3 separate regions of the Mus musculus genome follow, and regions 1 and 3 are each linked to region 2. A link is a contact called in public HiChIP or PLAC-seq and promoter capture Hi-C data. All regions are on one chromosome and are shown on one strand. The core of a region is the stretch at or near the end of the contact, and the rest is flanking DNA. Distances in the headings are between cores, read along the strand shown.

Region 1 (2,733 bases), core at 159-2,658, 400 kb after region 2:
CGCTGCGTGAGTGTTCCCACAGACTCACATACAAATAAACAAATGTAGATGTTTTTCACAGTTCCACTAAGTTTACAAATTTTTGTGTGTGACCAGATAAGTGATGTTATTCTGATGTTAGACCTTCTTATCAAAAGCAATGGCAAGGTTGCAGAGTGAGAGAGAACTCCAGTAAGAAAGGACCAACTGATGACCACCATACTTGAAAGGCTAACCTGAGTTACAGTCAAGTTTGGATGACGTCAGCCAACACTAGTCATTTGAAGAAACCAATACATTTTCTATAACCAATGTTCCCCTGTCCCAACTCCCAAAAGTGTTGAACCAGAGCTGCTTCTGCCTGACTTTAGTTCGGATGCTGCCAGCTCCTGGCTGGACGCTGGAGTGTTGTTCAATCTCTCGGGTTCTGACATTTCCACAGGTTGGGATCTCCTAAACTGGCCCATCACTCAGGCACCCAGTAGGGACACTCCTGGCACACAGCAGGGAACGGAAACCAACAGGGCTTTACAAGAGGAACTACAGCATTGGCCTTTGTCTCACAGAACCTAGGCCTACTGTGACATGACAGCAAGGAAGGCAGGGACCTAAGCTTGTACACATGCAGTTTTTACATTGTGGCAATCTCATTTAGGCCAGTTACGATGAGGCTCCCTTGCCTGCCCGATGCTGAAGGGGTCTGCAACCATTAACACCCCGGATGTCGCTGACTCAAGCTAGACAGTACAGCCTGCACGGAGTGAGCCCATTTCTGCACGTTTGACTGTTTAAGGGAATTCAAGCATGGGTGATCCTCGTGGACAATCTAACAGGCCTTAAAGATACAAAAGGCCTCCGGTGCACAGAGTCTCCTCCCGAGACTTCAAGCAAACAGTCATTTCTAGACAGGTCTCGTGCTGGTTGGTACAGACTTCCACTTGTCATGTCGTGGACTTGTCGGGTTTTATGTCTGAGACCGTCAGGCCTCTGAGGCCTGGCCTGAGAAGTGTGGATTCGGGACCCGCGCTCCTGCCTTTCCGACTCGGAGGCTGGGACCGAGTTTCCCGCCCCACTGCCCGACCAGAGGTTGGTGACAGTTGAAGTAAGCTGGGACCGGTCCCAGCAGGTTGGAACCGGTCTGGGCCGAGCCGGAGGAAGGGGGGGGGGGACAGCCTCGCGCTCTCCCTGCGCGCGTGACTCACGCTGGCCGCTGACGTCAGGCGTGCGCGCGCGGCGGGGGGGGCTCTACGTACGTGTAGTGCTGCGGTTTCTCGGGCTGTGCCTGCAGCACCTGAGCGGTAGCGGCCGGGGGCGCCGAGGAAGCTGCCGAGCCGCCGGGCCCGGGGCCCTTCGACATGGTCCTGTCTTCCTGCCTCTTCGCCGCTCCCCTTTTATTATTCAGTCTGCGCGGTCCGCGCCGAAGACCCACAGCGCCTGCGCCGCGCCACGAGAACGTGAAGACCCCCCGCACAGCAGCAAAGGTTGCTGGGAGTTGTGGTCCTCCTTTCCGGTGAAATTTTACCGTTGGCACAGTGTCGCTGCTAAAGTGCAAGACCACAATACCCAGAGATCTTTGCGGACGGTGTCCCGGATGCTGAGGATCCGCAATGCCTTGTGGTAATTGTAGTCTAGTCACTCTTAACTATTACCTGAGCATTGTCAGTGTGGTCGGAGGTGAACTCTACCTTTAAACTGGATCCTCCGGAGAGCAAGGAACCAGTTAGGGAGGCCTGAAACAACTCCACGGAGAATGTTCCAAATGCAGTGCAGTAATTGCCTTGCCTCCCTACCAGTACAGTTGGCGCACCGTTTCTAAAGTCAGTCTAGAGCATTGCCTCGGAGCCAGCAAGCTAGTCAGCCAATATTTTCATAATATAGTAACCTGTAAATCACCAGAGAAAGTATGCAGGCTAGCAGACAGTTTGAAGAAGCTTTTTATTGTTGTTGCTTTGTTTTGTTTTTAAAAATTACAATACACCATATTGTTCCTGGGCATCATTAACATTTATCAACCCTGAAACCTGGAACCCCTCCACTTGGGCTCCTTCTGAACTCAGTGGTTGGCCCAAATACCTTGTTTCCAGTAGGTTAAGGTCCAAGGGAGAACCTAATCTCTATCTAGAGTAGTCTCTTAGGCACTTTGGTAAATTGTTGAGAAGTATAGTGATAGACTACATGAGAAGGGCCAGGGGCTGAGGAAAAAAAAATGTTCTAGTCCATTCTAGTTCCCTTTTCTGGAAAAAAACCTTTCTGTTCCGGGGAAATGCAAGGCAATTGCCTCACATTTAGGAATATGGTTTTATGAAATGACTTTCTACAGGCTGGATATAGGGGTACATCCTGAGGGAGGAAAGTCACAAGTTCCAGGCCAAGCTAGGCTATGTACTAAAACCCTATCTCAAAAACCAACACGGTGGCATGTATCTCGGTCCCAGCACTCAGGAAGCAACGGAAGGTGGATCTCTGAATTCAAAGCCTGGTGGCATCCGTTGGTAGTTCTAGGTCAGCCAGAGCTGTCAGTCTGTCTAAAAACCCGAACAAGAACAACCAAACAACAACAGGTTGGAGATGAGTAGGGGTAAAGGTGCTTGCTTCCCTAGGCTGCAAACCCAAGTGGGATCTCTGGGACTGATGTACAGGTGGTAGGAGAGAACCCACTCCACGAATAATAATAAAATAATAAAAATGTCCATCATAGATATGTAATACTTCCCATTTGACCTTGTTTTCTATGTTCAATCTATATCAAATTCT
Region 2 (2,743 bases), core at 216-2,715:
CACCAAAAAAAACAAAAAAGTCCAATGGCAGATCTCTTAGGGAATAATGTTTTACCACCCCTCTCCTGGGCTCAGGCCCTCCTACACGTTTGGAGCTAATAGCTAACTAGGAGTTAGAGCAGAGAAGGGATGTGCCTGGCCTCAGGAAAGCAGGGTACCCACTGGCCAGAGGGCAAAGGCTCTAGCCTGGAGCCAAGTTGGAAGAGGACAAATCCAGGCTCCAAGAACTATTTCCTGGACTGTTTTGTTTCTTAACATACTGAGATTAAAAGAAATTCTTGGCCTCACCTTAGGTATATAAATCTGTATATCCTCCATAAAGGTTATGTTCCCTGGAGGCTTTGGAAGGGCCAGCCTACCTTTGTGGGTAGAGTTGGACTTCCGGAGCCAGGGTGGATCTATCCCTCCCCTGCTTCCTGCAGCACTGGGTGGGTGGGTGGTGTGTGTGTGTGTGTGTGTGTGCACACGGCTGTGTTTGTTGCACCAAGACACAAATCCCTACCTCAGTCGTGTGTGTGTGTGTGTGTGTGTGTGTGTTTTGCATCAAGACACAAATCCCTCAGTCCCCCACCACCCCGAAGTCCCCAAAGGTCTGGTTATCCTCGAGCCCCTTCCCCATCCTCTGCTATCAGAATCGCAACATCCTGCTGGAAGCCGTCTTCCCTTCCTTCTACCCCCACCTCCCCAACACCAAGGCCCTTACACCCAGGGCACAGCGCCCAGCACAGGGCCTCAGGCCCCGATCCAGCGGCCTGGAGGCGGGTCCCAAAGTTGGGCGAGCCAGCGCCGGCCTGGGAGCGCTCTTTCCTGGAAGACATTTTGGCTCTTTGTTTACATTCGCGGCGCGCCGCTCCCCGGCAACATGGCTGTCACCGGCGCGGCTGACAGCGACCCTGCCGCACCGAGCGCCCCCTCCGCGGCCCTGGGGAACACTTACCATCTGCGGGTGGTGGTGGCTGTTGGGAATGTTGCTTTCTTGAAAGAACGTGCTTAGGGCGGTCTGCGGACAAAATACGGGACGCAGCGGCGTGAGCGAGGCCTGGCCGCCCCGGCCCCCCCCCCCCCCGCCGCGGCCCCCCTACGCGGCCCCCGGCTCCCACGCGCGCTCCCGACCCCGGCCCGGTGCACACCTCGAACTGCCAGTGCGCCGCTTGCAGCAGCTGCTGCGCCTGATCGGCCGCGCAGCCCGCGGCCAGCACGAACTGGTTGATCATGACCTGGTGCCGCAGCTCGTCCGTGTTCACCGACATGGCGCTGGGCGGCCGCCCCGGGCTCACGCTCGCAGCTCCGCCGCCGCCCGGCGAATGTTGTGGTTCGGCTCGCGCGGCCGCGCCGACGCCGCAAACAACAGCGCGGGGCGGGGCCGCCAGGCCCAACGTTCGGGGGCCGTGAGCCGACGCCGCTGATTGGCCCACGCGCAGCCCAGCCAGCCGCCGGCTCCCACACGGACGTTCGATTCGAATCCTGCGGCGGGCCCGGCCGCTCTGTTTCTCTCCTCGCCTGGCCGCGCCCATTGGCGGAGTCGGTGCCGCGGGGGCACCCCGGCATTGGCCAGCCTCCGTGTTTTGGCTCCTCCGAGTTGGTGGTTGGCTGGGGCCGCCATCGGGAGGCGGGGCGTGATGCGCTGATTGGCCTACCGTAGGCCTGTTTGAACTCAACTCGAAAACCCTGACCGCGTTCTGATTGGTGGAGGTCATCAGTGTTTGCTGTTGTAGGCGTGGGGGTGGTGCTGGCCAAGTTCATTCATTACTTCATTGAAACTGAACATGCTCAGCTGGAAAAGCAAGACGGAGTGGCTTTGACTCATTTCCTCTGAAAGATGTGGTCATCTCGAGAAACAGAACGATCAAAATAGAAAACACACAGAACCTTCGCAGCTACTCGACTCTCAAGAGTATTTAAATTTTTAAATAGCTTCTAAACAGTCTCTCTTAAAAAAAAAAGAAAAGAAAAAGAAAACTTTTGAAACATGGCAGACAGATCCTGGGTTCAATTTCTTAACACCACAAAACAAAACAAAACAAAACAACACAAAAGAACCAGGCGTAGTGACCACATGGTTTTAATTTCAGGGCTCAGTGGGAGGTAGAGGCATTCGGATAGCTCTGAGTTCGAGGCCAGTCTTGCCTACATGGTGAGTTAGTTCCAGGACAGCCAGCAGGGCTACATAGAGAAACTCTCCAAACACACACACACACACACACACACACACACACACACACACACACACACACACGGGGGTGGGGGGGAATAGCCAGTGCCAGGGCATGCTTTGCATAATCCAGCCTCGGGGTTTAAAAACCTTATGCTTTAAAAAAAAAAAAAAAAAAAAAAGTACCTGTTTTCAGCATGAAGACATTTTCTTTGTCATTATTCCCTGATCAAGAGGACATTGATACATCTATTCACATGAAACTTACATTGTATTGGGTATTAAAGTGACCTAAAGATGATTTAAGGTACACAAGATGGTGAAGTTGGCTGGTAGGAAAAAATGACACATGGTATAAGAGCCCCACTTATCCAAGGATTCTAGACCATGGGGAGCGGGCAGGAACTGTTTCCACCCTGATCTGGAGGATCGGATTGGGAATTTACTGTGAAGGCTCCTGTTTCAGGAAGACATATACTGTTTTTCATCAGAACTAATTACAGCGAAGGTTCTAACTAGTTAGGGTGTGCAGAACAGAAGGACAGAACAGAAGAAAGCAAACCTCACTTCTATTTCTTTGCCAGTGAAGGC
Region 3 (2,700 bases), core at 137-2,636, 320 kb after region 2:
TAGCACACAGACAAGGAGTCACTTTGGAGAGCCTACAGGAATTATTTGGGATTCTGCTGATAGTTACAGGTAACTATCACATGGGCACATGGATGCTTATTTTTTTATCGAGGGTTGTAACAACACTATTCCACCCACTTTGTTTATTCGTTTGGTTTTGGACACCATGCTCAGCCTTTAACCAGGGGCTAGAATCTAACTCAGGCCCTTACACTTTACCAACTGTGGGCTCCACTCTATAATAATAATAATAATAACAATAATAAGGGCCTGGAGAGATGGCTCAACGGTTAGGAGCACTGACCACATGGTAGCTCACAACCATCTGTAATGGGATCCAGCGCCCTCTTCTGGTGTGTCTGAAGACAGCAACAGTGTGCGCATATAAAATAACTACTAAAATAATTTTGACAATTTGATTCTACATAGTTTAAAGCTTAACATTATTGCATTATTACAATGTCAGTTTACCCGACATGGTGGCCTGCACCTGGAATCTCAATACTGGAGAAGTGGAGGCATGGGAATCAAGGCCAACATAAGCTCTGGGCTAACCAAGGCTATGTAAGAAAGACCTATCCCAGAAACAACACGAAGAAGCCATAAGCCTGTGATCCCAGCACTCAGGAGGCTGAGGCAGGAGGATGAAGAGTTCTAGGTCACTCTGGGCTACATACAGAGACTAAATCTCAAGCACAAGTCCTTGCAACTAGACGCACTGTTCTAAATGCATAGTTGGGCAGGCCTTAACCAGTGTCTCCTTTTGGGGAACTACAGGCACCCGCGAGTATCCATGAACGGAAGTAAATTCCTCAGACAAGGGATTTGTCAAGTGATGTCAGCTTCCCATTTCAGATCTAGACAAGGCTAAGTTCCCCAGCGCGGGTAAACACAGTCGCTAAGAGGTCAAAACAGACACATACCAGCAGTAAGTTTTTCTGTATGTCAGCAACTCAGGGAACTTGGCTAACTGTACCTGGGAGGGGTCTGGAGGGAAAGGCGCTGGCTACATGGCTGTGCACGCCCACCATGGCACCTGGCTGACCAGGATAGAGGATGGAGGATCGAATGTCCTCTCAGCCTCCTCCCCATGAATCCCCTCACATTCTCGCTCCGGGTCCTCTCCTTTTCACAATCCTCTGGCAGTCCCACCGCCTCCGCCCACGCTGGGTAGAAGTCTCAAGAGGGTCGTGCTCCCCTGGAGGGCTGGCCGGCCTCGCGGCGTCTGCTGACCGGTGGGTGCGGCGGTGGCGAGCCGCGCTGGGGCGAGCAGAGCTGCGGAGGGGTAGGAGGGGGCCGGACCCTTGGCCAGGGTCCCAAGGGGCGGTGCCGGGCGCGAACCGTCCCAGGTCCCTCCCAGGCGGGAGCAGCACAGGCGGTGCCCGGGTAGCGGCGGAGCCATGGACGGCAGCGGGCCTTTCAGCTGCCCCATCTGCCTGGAACCGCTCCGGGAGCCGGTGACACTACCCTGCGGCCACAACTTCTGCCTCGCTTGCCTGGGCGCTCTCTGGCCGCACCGGAGCGCGGGCGGCACCGGTGGTTCCGGAGGTCCAGCTCGCTGTCCACTTTGTCAGGAGCCTTTCCCCGACGGCCTGCAGCTCCGCAAGAACCACACGCTGTCCGAGTTGCTGCAGCTCCGCCAGGGCTCGGTCCCGGGACCCATGTCCGCCCCGGCTTCAGGATCGACCCGGGGCGCCACGCCCGAGCCCTCCGCGCCCAGCGCACCACCTCCGGCTCCGGAACCATCGGCTCCCTGCGCGCCGGAGCAGTGGCCCGCGGGTGAGGAGCCGGTGCGCTGCGACGCGTGCCCCGAGGGCGCCGCCCTGCCCGCCGCGCTCTCTTGCCTCTCCTGCCTCGCCTCCTTCTGCTCCGCGCATCTGGCCCCCCACGAACGCAGCCCCGCCCTGCGCGGCCACCGCCTGGTGCCCCCGCTGCGCCGACTTGAGGAGAGCCTGTGTCCGCGCCACCTGCGGCCTCTGGAGCGCTACTGTCGCGTGGAGCGTGTGTGCCTTTGCGAGGCCTGTGCCACTCAGGACCATCGCGGCCACGAGCTCGTGCCGCTGGAGCAGGAGCGCGCGCTTCAGGAGGTGGGGCACCTTGAGTCGACACGTGGAGATGGGTGACAGGAGGGACACTAGAGCTATTTAGTCCCTCACTCTTATCCGGGTGTGTCTGTTATATATTTGTTTTATCATTATGGCTGTGCACATGGAGATGAAGGAAGCAACTTTGTGGGGTTGGTTCTCTCCTCCTGCCTTTACATGGGCTTCATCTCTCTGACTCAATAGGCTCTGCCTTAGTTTCCTCCTCTAGCCTGAGAATCTTTGCAACCTCTTCCGGTCTACACTGTCATTTGCTGGGGCTGGTGTGGATGGAAAGAGAGTCGGGAGGGACTAGTAAGATGAAAGAGTGGCAAAAAGCCGAGAGAGAGAGAGAGAGAGAGAGAGAGAGAGAGAGAGAGAGAGAGAGAGAGCGCTTTAGCTAGATTAGTGTAAGTGTAAAGCGAGAGAGGGATCCGCATTAGGCCCTCAGAAGCCGTGGGGGTCAGGAGTCGCTGGGTGCGGGCGGGGCCCCGTAGCTGATGCCCTCTTCAATTCAGATTCGTCCTGAATTGAGTCAGCCACTTTGTATGGGTGTGGCGGGCACCAGGAGAGCGACGGAGTTTGGGCTGGTCACACAGATCTCCTCTGTCCGAATGCT

What was found. Promoter capture Hi-C pulls out the DNA fragments that hold promoters and counts their contacts. HiChIP or PLAC-seq counts read pairs in DNA pulled down with a chosen protein or histone mark.
Region 1: a promoter capture Hi-C map of pre-B cells shows a contact between it and region 2, with 6 times the contacts expected there. The contact joins the promoter of Unk here to the promoter of Ubald2 in region 2. A contact is called at or near these places in 21 of 39 promoter capture datasets (the 3T3-L1 cell line, 3T3-L1-derived adipocytes, the C10 cell line and 15 more), 9 of 484 Hi-C or Micro-C datasets (CD8 T cells, the HPC-7 cell line, Th1 cells and 5 more), 11 of 115 datasets of contacts at active chromatin or transcription factors (astrocytes, embryonic basal ganglia, embryonic brain and 5 more) and 3 of 9 other capture datasets (adipose tissue, embryonic stem cells and liver).
Region 3: a FOXA1 HiChIP or PLAC-seq map of pancreatic cancer cells shows a contact between it and region 2. The contact joins the promoter of Trim47 here to the promoter of Ubald2 in region 2. A contact is called at or near these places in 5 of 39 promoter capture datasets (the HPC-7 cell line, the SN4741 cell line, cranial neural crest and 2 more), 1 of 15 datasets of contacts at CTCF or cohesin (large pre-B cells), 6 of 484 Hi-C or Micro-C datasets (the CH12 cell line, the G1E-ER4 cell line, cerebellum and 2 more), 12 of 115 datasets of contacts at active chromatin or transcription factors (the HPC-7 cell line, bone marrow-derived macrophages, embryonic basal ganglia and 5 more) and 2 of 9 other capture datasets (adipose tissue and embryonic stem cells).

What each region holds. Positions count from the first base shown.
Region 1 is chr11:116,028,991-116,031,723 of GRCm38.p6, reverse strand. Unk (unkempt family zinc finger) reads right to left here and starts at 1,408. Exons shown (of 16, transcript NM_172569.4): 1 at 1,233-1,408. The coding sequence starts at 1,336.
Region 2 is chr11:116,432,816-116,435,558 of GRCm38.p6, reverse strand. Ubald2 (UBA-like domain containing 2) reads right to left here and starts at 1,465. Exons shown (of 3, transcript NM_176902.3): 1 at 1,131-1,465; 2 at 938-1,000. The coding sequence starts at 1,250.
Region 3 is chr11:116,108,921-116,111,620 of GRCm38.p6, reverse strand. It overlaps Trim47 (tripartite motif-containing 47), which reads left to right and starts at 1,386. Exons shown (of 6, transcript NM_172570.5): 1 at 1,386-2,087. The coding sequence starts at 1,401.